Linked DNA regions of Gossypium hirsutum: region 1 is linked to region 2. The links are chromatin contacts, called in public Hi-C maps. All regions are on one chromosome and are shown on one strand. The core of a region is the stretch at or near the end of the contact, and the rest is flanking DNA. Distances in the headings are between cores, read along the strand shown. Region 1 holds the start of LOC107886614 (spermidine synthase 1). Region 2 holds the start of LOC107886577.

Region 1 (3,507 bases), core at 448-2,947, 220 kb before region 2:
AACCTTCCCATATGTTGATGACTGCAAGAGTGCCGTGCTTCAAAAATTAAAAATTTAAAAGAAACTAAACAAGGAGAAAAAAGAAGCAAGATAAAATGGGACCATGAAATACCTGAAAGACCATAACATTCTGGTAATCAGACTTCCCTTGAAACAAGACCTTTTCAACCTTTAAGGAATGCGCCTCTCCTGCATATTTCATATAAAACAGAGCCACTAAAGATGTTTTTCTTCTCAGATACTAAATAAAAAGAAAGTATCATTTCAGTGAATTATTATGCTACTTCCTCCCTTACATCTTTCTTAATTTCAAGTAACCTACAAAGCCTACTGCATGGAAACCCCCGTGCACACTAAAAAGACCCTAACTTGCAAAAGTAACACCAGCCTCATACTCCACAACTTTCACAGTAACTACTATGAAAGAACCCATAAATCCAAGAATCAAAATTGGAAGCAATGGATTAACACATTGAATTATGAATGAATATAGATCAGACGTCGCTATTAAACTAATAGTACACACTCCCAAATAAGAAAAATACACACAAGTGACAACATGCAAGCAGTATGCACTTCGAGATGTCAATCATATAAACAAGCAAATGTGCACAAAGAAGCGTAAACGCTTAACATTCAATGAAAATGTAGTTAACTAGAAGTTAGACATATAAAAATAAAGCTTTTTTTTTCCTTTTCCTTTTTCACTATAAAGAATCACAAACAGACCCACTACACAAGCAGAAATGACAACCAAGTTACATGAGATGTCCAAAATAAAAACATCCTCAATATGGGAGATGGGACCATTTGAGAACCCCTTTTTTCCCTAAAGAAGAGCCAAAAACAGAAAATATCAGATAAGAACGCACATCAGAAGTGACGAATAAAAGGGGGAACGAAGTTGAAAAGAACCCAACCCATGAATTCAATCAAAATAAGTAACGCCCTTAGATGGAACCAATATCTTACACAATCAAAATAAGCACAATAAAATAAAATAAAATAAAATAATTTTTTTTTCATTCAAATCAGTTGAAAGCCAAATAAAAAGCACAGAAACTTGTTCACCCATAATCTAAAACAAATCTATAACCATAAAAAATATAAATAGATTAAAACATGCATCGAAAATCATAAAGGAAAAAAACCCAGATTTAAGAAAAAAGCCCTCTTTGGAATCGAAGCAGAGAAAGAAAAAAAAACAACACTTTACATTCTTTTCTCCAAAAGGAAACGTAAAGAAAAGATTAGGAGAAATAATGGGGAATTAGGAGAGTTGAAAAACGAACCAGGCCACATTGGGCTAATCTCAGAGAACCATCCAGGAATAACAGAGGAAATCCCATCAGCTTCCTTGGAAGTATTATTGGTATCAGCTTCCATTTCCATGGCAACAGCAGCAGCAGCAGAAGAGACCCCGTTTTCTTCGTCTTCCCTGGGCCTTTTAACGGGCAAATCAGCACAACTTACAGGGGCACCGCTCTCTTCTGCCATTGAGACACCTATTTGTTTCTGTTTTAGAAATACAAAAAAAATTGGGAAAAAAGACCTAAAAAGAATCGGAAAATAGAAAATCTCGGGTTGGCTGGATACAGGTCACTGAAAGATAAAAAGAGGCCACACTAGCTTGGTCTTTGGTCTTGCTTTATAGTAGCATCCAGACGCCTGTTGCTGTAAGGGCTGGGCTGTTTAGGCCTTCGCCAAATAATATATTAGTATAATATAAATTAAAAAGCAGAAAAAAAAAGAATATTTGAGGAAGAAAAATCAAAATTTCAATTTATATCGTCATATATGGATTACGAAGAATCTGCTTGCAAACGACGCGTCTTTTGTGTGTGGACTGAGATTGTGACTTGTGAAGTTGTGATTTTCTTCCTCCTTTTTACTTAATTAATAATTAGGGTCGGTTTGATAGGGGGAAAATATTTTTCGGAATTAATTTTCCCCATTTTTCAGTGTTTGATTGGAGGAAAATATTTTCCTCACGTAAAATCAATTACAAACACGGGAAAAAGAAGCTTTTAATTTTGGAAAATGTCTTACCGATTTGGAATTAGTAAGACATTTTCCGATTTTTCCAGCGTTCTCCCTTCTCTACACTCTTGTTCTCCCTTCTCCTCTCTACACCGATCTGGTTTCGTTCTCCCGTTCGTTCTCCCTTCTCCCTTTCGTTCTCCCTTGATTTGGTTTCGGGCTCCTTTTCCCCCTTGATTTCTTCTTCTTTTTATAAATTGATTTGGGGATTTTCTGCTTGTTTTTGTCTGAGATCTTGCTTGGGTTTTCTGCTAGTTTGGTTGTACTGTTTGGCTTGTCTTGGGCAGACTTTCTTCACAGACTTGCTTTAGAAAGGTATATTTTCTTCTCCATAGTTTTGTGAATCGGTTTCTTGTCCATAGTTAGAAAGATTTTGGCCCCTGTTTATGTTAAATGTCACCTCTGCTCTCACTGATCTGTGCGTGCTTTTTGTTTGATTTTAAGTGTATTTTTAGCAGATCGAAGCTTGTTTCGCTGTTTTTTATCAAAGTGTTTTTTTTCTTTTAATTTTCGGTTTTTGATCGAAATTCTGTGTTTTTCTGTTTGTTTGTCACTATCTCGTTTACTAACTGTTCATGCAATTCTTAAAGAGTATTATATCATAATGGATTCTTTTTAAGTCTCTGTTTGGTTGATAGGAAAATTCTAGAATTATATGAAAAAAGAAATGCAAATTTAAGTTTCGTTCAGAAAATGATTTCTACTTCGATTTTGTTTTATTATTCTGTTTTGCACGTTCTATTTCGTGCAATGCTTCATCGTATCCATATTATGTTACTCGTACTCAGATTTGTATATATGTATATGCATCTAATAATAATATGTTCAAAGAATTACAACATTTGATGTTGAAGAACAAGGAATTAGCTTCTTCATTTTCTTTTTTTTTTTTGGTTTAAGTGATTCTGTTTTAAGTATATGTTTTACCTTCTGCAGCCATTTCATATCTTTCAAGCCTTCCTTCCCAAAGCAGGCCAAGTCTTTGACTGGTTGTGAAAAGTGAAAGAAAAGCTGGTAAATGATTCTTGTTATGCTTTAAGTCTAGCATTACGTAAGCAGGGTTTGTGGTTCATGTTTTTAAGTATCTGCTTTACCTTTGTTCTCCAGAGTAGTTGAATATTTGTTTCACAGCTACATATATAGGAATTTGTGGTTCATGTTTTTAAGTATCTGTCTTACCTTCTGCTGCCATTTCATATCTTTCAAGCCTTCCCTCCCAAAGCAGGCCAAGGTGAGGATCTTTGACTGGTTGTGAGAAGTGAAAGAAAAGCTGGTAAATGAAACTTGCATTTGTGCCGTAGAGCCTCATTTGGAGGCATAGCTTTTAACACGCTCTTATATAGAAAATAGTCATAATTGAGCATAATGCAATTTCAGTTCAATATTTCATTTCATTTATCAAGGTTTTAGTTTCGTATATGGCGGTGCTGCATTGTTGATATTATCCCAATTAAGAGATATTATTCC
Region 2 (3,604 bases), core at 362-2,861:
CTATTTAAGTTAAAAATCCAAAAAAAAATTCATTTCATCAGTGTTTTGAAAAAAACCCCACTTCCTCTTTCTCTCTGTTTTCTCTCTGAAAGCATTTCAGAATCTGGCCACTAGTCCGGCAAGCCTCCACAATGGCCGCCGGTTGTCGGCGACGGCTTCGCCATCTACAGTGACCGAAAAATACAAAAAACCCCTTTTTGGTCGTTTCGGCTCCCTTAGCCTAAATTTGGGATTGGTTTTTCCCAAAAACCCACCGAATCGCAGAAATCTCGAAGAAACCTTTCGATTTTTGAGTTTAAAAAACTTCTTGTTAGAGCCATCTTTCATTGGAGATAGCGACCTCGGCCTCTCTCGATGGTGGAACGCAAATCGTCAGGTAAGTTCCTTCTTTTCCTCTTTATTTTATGTGTTTTTCTTATATTACATAAAAAATTCGAAAAATAAATAAAAGAAAAAAATAAATCACCTTTCTTGATTTTTTGATTGTTTTTTTGTATTTTTCTCTGTTGTTCAAAAAAAAAATTCCAATACAAATCCATTCTCTGTTGTTCAAATAAAAATTCCAATACATGAGCATAGTATTGAGTGTGGTAAGGTATACATCAATAAAGAAGCAATGATAAGTGAAATGACCAATAAAGATAAAACGGAGCTTAGTACATTAACATTACACCATAATAAATTAGGGGCTTTTTTAATTAAGTAGCCCAGATTATTTAAGAGACGATACAACTAATGAAGTTGTGAGTAAACTTTTAAAGAATGGAACTAGATATAATGACTCATAAATTAATCGGGAAGATAGTGATGGACCGACTCAATAAAAAAAAAAAGAAGATAATAAGGGTCTATAATTAAAATTAAGGAAAATAAAAACTCTTGAAGAGATTGTTAAAAACTAAAGAAAAAAAGAAAAGAGCAAATGGAGGAGAGAGTTGCATTCAACAGTTATCAAAAATAGAGAAAGTCTTTTATTGATTCTAATATTCAAACCATAAGAGATTTTTGTGCAAAAATTGTTCAAGGGCTAATGTAATCAACCCTTGGATAATGAAAATAGATATAAAAAATTTAAAATTAATGGAGAAAGTAGTGATTAGCCGACTTATAAAATAATTGAAAAGGATAAAGTTTTATAATTAAAATTAAGGAAAGTAAAAACTCTGATACACTTATTATCAGAAACTTGAGAAAAAATAGAGAGTTGTAAAGTTGTATTCATCGATTAATAAAAGTGAGAAATATGTGAATGAGTCTTTTATTAATTTCGATATTCAAAACTATAAAATGTAAATGAGGCAGAAAGTGTACATTAATACACTAGCGTTACACGTGACATGGCTCTCGTGCGTTTACCAAATAGCCAAATTTACAGAACTGGGCTTAAAGGCCCTTTTGAGCTGTAAGCCAAGTCCATTTCAAGAGTTAAATGAAACGCTGCGTGCGTTGAGCGAATAGCCAAATCACTAGCAAAAGCAGGTGAGGTGAGCATCCGGAAGCAAAACTTTTTTCCCAAATTTGTATAATTAAAAATCATTATGATAAGACGCCCCACCACATGACCGTTGCCCCAACGTTCCAAAAATTCCAAAATTTAAAAACCTTTGCTTTCCCAAACTCAAAACTTACCGTTCGCTAACGTCTTATCCTACCCCCAAAACAAACTCTCCTTCTTTCTTTCACTTCTTTTATGCCTTGAGATCTTTTTCAATTCAGGGAAGTTAGATTAGAGATTATGGCGGCATTGGCACCTGGGATTTTGCTGAAATTACTCAATGGGATGAACACTGGGGTGAAGCCAACTAGTGAACATAGGAGTTCGCTTTTGCAGGTCACTGATATTGTGCCGGCTGATCTTGATGAGAAGAACCTTTGGCCTAAACATGGCTTTTACATCAAGGTCTCCGATTCTTCGCATTCCATTTACGTTAGTCTTCCTTCAGACCAAGATGATTTTGTTCTTAGCAACAAAATGCAACTTGGGCAGTTCATTTATGTTGATAGATTGGAGCCTGGCTCTCCTGTTCCTGTTGTTAAAGGTGCAAAGCCCCTCCCTGGAAGGCATCCTTTAGTTGGGACACCCGAGCCTTTAATGGGTTTAAGAAGAAAAGGGGAGAAAAGTGAGCAAAAACAAGAGTCTAAGCTACATAGAAGAGGTTCTTGGGGCAAGGGTGTTAATGGGACTGATGAGATCTCTTCTCCTTTAGTTTTAAAGCCGGTACCTTTAGATTTTGATCAATGTACTCCGGTGAAAGAGCGGTCTAATCTGGTGAGAACTCCGATGATGTCTCCGATGATAAGAAGGGTAGGGAAAGATGGAAATGTTAGTGGTGGTATAAGGTGCTCTTTTGGTGGGGGATTGTTGGCAAAAATGATGGATACAAAAGGAGAAAGTCCAGCTTTGCTTAGAAAAAGCTGTGCTGCACCTTCCTCGGCTTCAAAGTTTCCAAGGAGCAAAAGTGTCATCGACCGGGAGCCTAGAATCCCAAACAGTCCTCTCATCTCAGCTGTAGGTACACTTTTTCCCCCTTTTTTTCCATTTAAAAATTTGCCATGTTTTTCTCCATATTAACTTTTTCAAGGGTGTTTTTTTGTCTTTGATTATACAATTCAAATTTCAGCCATTGCAGGAAAAGAAAAGTTCAACACCACCACCAAGTTTAAAGCGTGGAAGGGTGGCGGCTGCCCAACAACCAGAATCTCAGCTTGATAATAACTCAGCCATCGATAACAGCAAAAGTCTAACCATGAATTTGCCTGGGAAACTTGGCATTCTGGGCAAGGTGAGTTTAAGGCTCATGCTAACCATACTCAATTCTGTCAAGGGTTTTCGCTTAAATTTGACATTCGTGGTTCAACAGGAAGCTGTTCAGCAACGACAAACGGCTCAGAAGATTGCTCTTCAAGCACTAAGAGATGTCACTGCCACAGAGAATCTAGTTCGCTCTCTCAAGTATGTCCTTTCCTTTCCTTTAGTTTTTTTTTTTTTTGTTCTTTCCAATTTTGTTGTATGTTTAATAATTTTTGAGTTTATATACTTTGGCTGGTGATTGCAGGATGTTTTCCAACTTAAGCAAATCAGCAAAACCAGATGCTCCAGCAGCATGCTTCGATCAGTTTCTGGAATTTCACGCCCAAATTGTGCAGGCCTTGAGCGAGATAGCCTCCGTTCAAGCAGCTACTGGAATGTCACAAACCACAAAAACTGAAAAAAAGGATAAAAATGCTGAAGATGAGCCAGCAATCTTGAACGAAATTGGGCAGAATTCAATGGAGCAAAGCAAAAGGCGAACTGCATTGTACAAGTCAATTGCAGGGTTTCCGGAGAGAAGTGAACAAAAGAGGCTCCTAAGATCAAATTCCAACCCCAAAGTATCATCGAAGCTGCCGACTGAATCATGTGGCGGTGAGAACGATGAAAATAAACCGGTATCGAGTAGCTTAAGCAACACGATAAAACTGGGGAAGCAAATAGAAGCAGAAGCAGGGAGCTGGTTCATGAACTTCCTAGAAAAAGCAGTGGAGAATGGTATGAAGAAAGGGGAAGGGGAGGGGAAGAAAGTTCCACAGTCACTGGTATTAAAGGTAATTAATTGGGTAGAGG

What was found. Hi-C and Micro-C count contacts between places; a contact is called where the count stands out from the background.
Region 1: a Hi-C map of leaf shows a contact between it and region 2, with 2.5 times the contacts expected there. The contact joins the promoter of LOC107886614 here to the promoter of LOC107886577 in region 2. A contact is called at or near these places in 3 of 34 Hi-C or Micro-C datasets (all in leaf).

What each region holds. Positions count from the first base shown.
Region 1 is chrA03:99,549,685-99,553,191 of Gossypium_hirsutum_v2.1, reverse strand. LOC107886614 (spermidine synthase 1) reads right to left here and starts at 1,697. Exons shown (of 9, transcript XM_016810639.2): 1 at 1,293-1,697; 2 at 113-189; 3 at 1-21. The coding sequence starts at 1,497. LOC107886615 (a long non-coding RNA gene) reads left to right here and starts at 1,705. Exons shown (of 2, transcript XR_001680806.2): 1 at 1,705-2,355; 2 at 2,977-3,507.
Region 2 is chrA03:99,327,627-99,331,230 of Gossypium_hirsutum_v2.1, reverse strand. LOC107886577 reads left to right here and starts at 1,611. Exons shown (of 4, transcript XM_016810578.2): 1 at 1,611-2,509; 2 at 2,631-2,783; 3 at 2,862-2,953; 4 at 3,057-3,604. The coding sequence starts at 1,736.